Regions from separate parts of the Triticum aestivum genome. Here region 1 is linked to region 2. A link is a contact called in public Hi-C data. All regions are on one chromosome and are shown on one strand. Each heading gives the region's core, a stretch centred on a gene start, on an enhancer-like site or on the middle of the called end of the contact. The rest is flanking DNA. Distances are from core to core; before and after follow the strand shown. Region 1 has its middle 120 kb from the start of LOC123064968. Region 2 holds the start of LOC123068870 (putative transcription factor bHLH107).

Evidence for each region. A called contact is a pair of places that touch in the nucleus more often than the background predicts.
Region 1: a contact with region 2 is called in a Hi-C map of leaf, with 5 times the contacts expected there. The contact joins the enhancer-like site here to the promoter of LOC123068870 in region 2. A contact is called at or near these places in 3 of 5 Hi-C or Micro-C datasets (all in leaf).

The regions. Positions count from the first base shown.
Region 1 is chr3B:102,538,753-102,541,559 of IWGSC CS RefSeq v2.1, forward strand. No RefSeq gene overlaps it. Among protein-coding and RNA genes, the nearest start is that of LOC123064968, 120 kb to the right of the region's middle. Within about 2 kb of position 1,464, at least 5 of the 8 cell types and tissues checked have an H3K27ac peak or open chromatin away from gene starts, as enhancers often do. A contact at or near this core is called in leaf, where this site is marked.
Region 2 is chr3B:102,006,562-102,009,434 of IWGSC CS RefSeq v2.1, forward strand. It overlaps LOC123068870 (putative transcription factor bHLH107), which reads left to right and starts at 1,349. Exons shown (of 3, transcript XM_044491546.1): 1 at 1,349-1,479; 2 at 1,571-1,864; 3 at 2,217-2,873. The coding sequence starts at 1,577. The coding sequence ends at 2,705. LOC123068869 reads right to left here. Exons shown (of 2, transcript XM_044491545.1): 2 at 2,578-2,715. The coding sequence ends at 2,684.

The DNA.
Region 1 (2,807 bases), core at 214-2,713, 530 kb after region 2:
CTGAGAAGGATTCGATCCTGCGACGCGGGCTCACAGCGCAGCACTCGCTTGCCACCCGTGCTAGCTGAGTTCTGTGATTACACAGAGCTTCTTCGTTCTTTTATTCTTCCATTCTTTCTTTTCCGTTTCTTTTTTCTTTTTCTTTTCATTTCTTTCTTTTTCTTTTTAGTATTCATTTTCTTTTTTAGTCTTCTTTCTTCTTTTTCTTTTTCTAATTCGATATAAAAAGTTCACCGAATTTATGAACATTTTTCAAATTCGATGAACTTTTTTCAAAATTGGCGAACTTTTTCTCAAATTCAATGAACTTTTTTCCAATTCGATGACATTTTATCAAAACCGGTGAACTATTTTCAAATTCAATGAACTTTTTTTTAAATTTGGGTGAACTCTTTTTTGAAGTCGATGAACTTTTTCCAAATTCAATGAACTTTTTTTCAAGTTCGATAAACTTTTTCTCAGGTTTGTGAACCTTTTTCAAAACTAATGAACTTTTTTTGAAGTCAGTGAACTTTTCTAAAATCGATGAACTATTTTCGAATTGGATGAACTATTTTCAATATCCAAAATATGTTCAGATTTTTCGAAATTCGTTTGACTTTTCAGAAAATGTTTTGTTCATGTTTTCCAAATTTTGTTCATGTTTTCTAATTTTGTTCACGTTTCAAAAATAGTTCTGAATTCCAATTTTTTCTTAACCGTATTGAAGAAAAATGTTCACCATACATTGAAAGAATGTTCAGTGTGTATAAAATAATGTTCATCATGTATAGAAATTTTGTTCAGCATGCATTCAAAAGGAGTTCATCGTATTTAAAAAAAGTTCTACGTGTATTTGAATATTGTTCACCATACATTGAAAAAAATGTTCAGTGTGTATAAAAAATGTTCATCATGCAGAGAAATTTTGTAGCATGTATTCAAAAAAAGTTCAGCATATTTTGAAAAAATGTTTTGTGTTTCTTTGAATAATGTTCATCGTGCAGGGAAATTTTGTAGCATGTATTCAAAAAAAGTTCAGCATATTTTGAAAAAATGTTCTGTGTTTCTTTGAATAATGTTCACCCTATACTAAGAAAATGTTCAATGTGTATTCAGAACTATTTTTGAATATGCGGATTTTTTTTTGCATGCTCGAGAACTCCATCCGTAATATTTGAACATATTTTCAATAATTGAAATGTATAAATGCCACAGTGTATTGTGCAATAAATAGCGCGTCTATTTTCTGTTTATTAAAACTTTTGCGGTGTGAATATACGCTAGCAGTTAGCTAGTGCAGTGGCTAGCCTCACCGTGTAGAAGCGGGTGGGCGCGAGGTCGAATCCCGGTGGGGAGGTATTTTTGGCTGTCATTTTTCGCGTTACTTTTGTTGCGTGATCGTGGGCCGGCCCATCCAACAGCTGTTGCGGGCGCCAGACCCCTTGCGCGGCGCTGAAGGCGCCCTATAGGAGGTCCCGCTCCTATTTGACGCGTAGGTCGCCGAATATCGACCTAGCCTCGCGCGCCTGGTCCTCTGTTTGGGCCGGCCCATTACAGGTTTCTTCCCAACCGGTTTTGGAACGTCATACTGAACAGGGTTTTTCGTTTTTCCTTTTCCCTTCTTTTTTCTTTTATGTTTTTCTTTTATATTTTTTCTTTTTCTTTTACATTTATATAACTTATTTTAATTTATTTTTCGTTTTCCATTTCTCTTTTTTTACTTTGTTATTCCCTTTTTCTTTTGACTTTCATTTTGTGAACATCTTTCAAATTCGAGAAAAACAATTAAGTCCATAATAACTATTGAAATTATAACAAATTGAATTCACAAATATTTTTCAAAATAATAAATATTTTTTAAATTAGCAAACATTTTATAAATCGTTAAAATTATCTGAATTAACAAACATTTTTTGAAATCATGAACACGAATTCACACGCATTTTTTAAAATCATGAATATTTTCCAGTTCACAATTGTTTTTGAAAAATTTACAAACATAATTTAAAATTCTATTGTTTTTAAACGCAAAGTTTTTGAGTCAGCGGAATTTTTTTGAAATTTGGGAACAAAATTTTGAATCAGCAAACATTTTCTGAAGCGATGAACTTTTTTTGTCTTCCCTAAAATTTATGAACACTTGTGGACATTTTTAAAATATTCATGAATAATTTTTCTCAGATTCATGAATGTTTTTTGAAAATTTTAACCTTTTCAAAATCTTGGTCATTATTTGATTTCTGACTATGTTTTTCAAAATCATGAACATTTTTTGAATATGCCACATTTTTTCAATTTCCCAAACATTTTTAAAATCATGAACAGAGTTTTGACTTCACGAACATTTTGTGGTTTCTTGAACATTTTTTCCAAAATTCGCAATTTATTTGTTGTCCCGAATTAATTTAAAGAAGAAATAAATGACATGGAAAAAACTCCAGCGACCAGCCCCACATGAACACGTGGGCGGAGCGTAGTGGCCTGGTCTCGCGTCGGACGCGCTAGTGGCCTGGCCGAGTAGCGTTTCACTTAGTTTTTTCTTTGTTCATTCATTTATTCTGTGTTTCAATCGTTGCCGTTAGTTCATTAATTTTTATTGTTGTTTATATTTATAGGTAGTCTAATTAAATATATTTCAGAAATTAATTTACTTAAATTATCAATAGCGTTCATTACTTAAATTATCAAATGCATTTATTTAAAAATTATTTTCAATATATATATTTCATCCAATTTAAAATTTTCCTGCACTTAAAAAATTTGTTAGTATTCAAAAAAATTCACCGTGTATTCGAAAAATGTATAACGTGTATCCAAATTTTAAA
Region 2 (2,873 bases), core at 99-2,598:
TGATTGATTAGCAAGTGGGACGCTAACACGAACGGTAATTAAAATTCATATATTATACGACCAGACACCACTCCCTGAACAAGACCAGTACCTAATTGAATTGCAGCTGATCAATTATCAATGTTGCATGAGCAGTAAAACTAGTTATACACCAACCTAAACTGGAAACAAGCGGTTGTCCAAAAGAACAGCTACAAAAGGGTTTTGCAAAGTGATAAAAGTGCAATCTCTTTGATCACTTTGGCAAATTGTAATCTTCATGGCCTTTGTTCTATAAAAAGAAAAAATCGAAGTGCAATGGCAGTTGAGGTGGCTGGTTCCCATGATCATTTCATCAAATTTTCATTCAAAAAGAAAAGGCGACTCTAGCCTATCCAGAAGGGGCGCAGGACGTCAGAAGATACATCAGATCCTCTCTTTGAAACCATGGAGGTCAGGCGTACAAGTTGGACTAGATGCACATAAAGATTTCACGCGAGTTCTGACACAGTTATTATCGTGTTAAGCAAACAGAGTGGTGTTGCCTCTAGCGACTTATTAGCAGCGGTCTCCAGTGAGTCCGATCCCTGAAACAGAACACTCTCGGTCAGCTGTGCGTGTGGGCACTCCAAGTTCACAACCAAAATCTATTGTCGAGTGATTATGGCAAAGGAGAGCCCGTTCTGGTGTCTACCCTGTTCGTCTGTTCACAAGTCAAAGGGAAAACTGTTTCATTTGCTGACTTTCACATCACATGTTCTGATCACAGGCAGCCGAGAGATGGCATCGATCGGAAAAATTATCAAGTTTGAGCTGAACAGTGTGAATGAAGTTGCTGGTCAGATGTGGAAGGAGCGGGAGCGCGGCGTGGTTGCAAGAGGCCAAGCCTGACACTGCTCCTCATAATGACTTCCCTTAACCAACAGCAGGCGTCGTGATTATACTCTAGTCAACGAATCTTGTGAGCAGGCAGTGGTCACTCGTGCCGGTTTCAGGTTTTGGTTCCAGAAATGTTTGCAGCGCCACTTTTTTTCGATTTATTTTAAAGTTTATCTATGTGTACCTTCTGAAAGTGCTGAAACATTTTGGCACCTACTGAAATAACCGAAACTTGCCAAATTTTCGCTGAAATTTCACTGAAAACCAGAACCATCCCATCATGTCTTATTGGCTGCTGTGCATAGATACTACACTACAGTGCAATCAATACTTACATTCATAAGGGTTTGGCATGACATGATTCTTTCCACATGTATATCCGACTCATGGCACACTCATACACGCCACCTCACCCATTGGCGGAGTCCATGCCAATCCAAACAGCGAAATTTCCCCTTATTATCCCCATGCATAGTGGGGTACTAACCACATGTGAGAAAGGAGATGCGTATGTAGGGCGGTCATCTCCCGCAGACAAGCTCATCATCTGCCTCCTACCGTCCTATATCCATCATATATATGAAGAGAATGAGGTGACAAGACGCCGCCGCACTAATTATTGTGAGCCTCCTATCCATCTCACTCCCACTTCTCCTTCCTTCTGGTTCATCACCAGAAATTCACATTCGTCCTTGTTCTTGCACTGTCCTAGAGCTGGATGGCAGCTCCATGCCAATCCCCGCAAGGAGGGAATGAGCTGATGGCATACGATGCATGTTATCCTACGGTGAGCGGAGGCCCGGCTCTGCTGCCCCGGCAGGCCAGCTCGGCGCCACCGGCTGGGCCGCCGGAGCTGTCGACGACGTCCTCGTCGACGACGGGGTCGGGAAGGACCGCGACGGAGGCAAGGGCCCTGAAGGTCCACAGCGAGGCCGAGCGCCGGCGTCGGGTGAGGATCAACGCTCATCTCACGGCGCTCAGGAGGATGATCCCTGATACCAAGCAGGTTTGGGCCAACAATATCTTAGCCATTTCACCATTTCAGTGCTGTGAAGCATAAACCAAACAAAGCTCAGCTGCACATAATTATTGTCGTTAGCTGATCATCTTTTCTGGTAGCACAAACTAACTTTGCATTAAGAAGTCTCCCTGCAAACAATTCTGATTGACCTTTATGTCAGCATCATATATACATGAGCTTTATGAAGAACATTGAAAACTCGCGCAAGTGTTCACATTTCATCAGACTTTTCACCCTGCAATTCTATCTAGAGATATAAGACAAAGTAGGGCACTGCGGCGGTACACTGCTATTATGTGACTTGTCAGGAAAATGTCTCTTGTCTTCCTTTGTGCAGATGGACAAGGCCGCCTTGCTAGCCAGGGTGGTGGACCAAGTGAAGCACCTGAAGAGGAGAGCAGGCGAGGCCGCACAGCAAACGCCGGCTGTCCCACCGGAGACCGACGAGGTCTCCATTGAATTCTGCGCCGGAGACAATGACTCCAGACTGTACATGAAAGCCTCGGTCAGCTGCGACGACCGCCCGGACCTCGTCGCCGGGCTCATCCAGGCGCTCCATGGCCTCAGGCTGAGGACGGTGAGAGCGGAGGTGACCTCCCTAGGAGGAAGGGTGCAGCATGTCTTCACACTGTGCAAGGAGGAGGACGAGGAAGGCAGCGCAGCAGCAGGCCTTGCTGGACTCACGTCTCTGAAGGAGGCTGCGAGGTTGGCTCTGGCCAGGGTTGCTTCACCAGAGCTGGTATGTGGTGGTACTGGTAGCCCGTTCCAGTTCCAGAGCAAGAGGCAGAGGATTCTCGAGTCGCATTATTCAATCATGTCCATATAGATGAGTACTTCTGGAGTAAGTATATTTTTGTGTCAGATTTGAGGTTGGAACTGCTGTTAGTGCTGTAAGATAAGAAAGATAGATGCAGTCACTCCAGGATAGTAGATATCATGGCAACAGGGTTTACACTGTGTGCCTGATGCAGCATGGCTGCCGACATTCAGATTG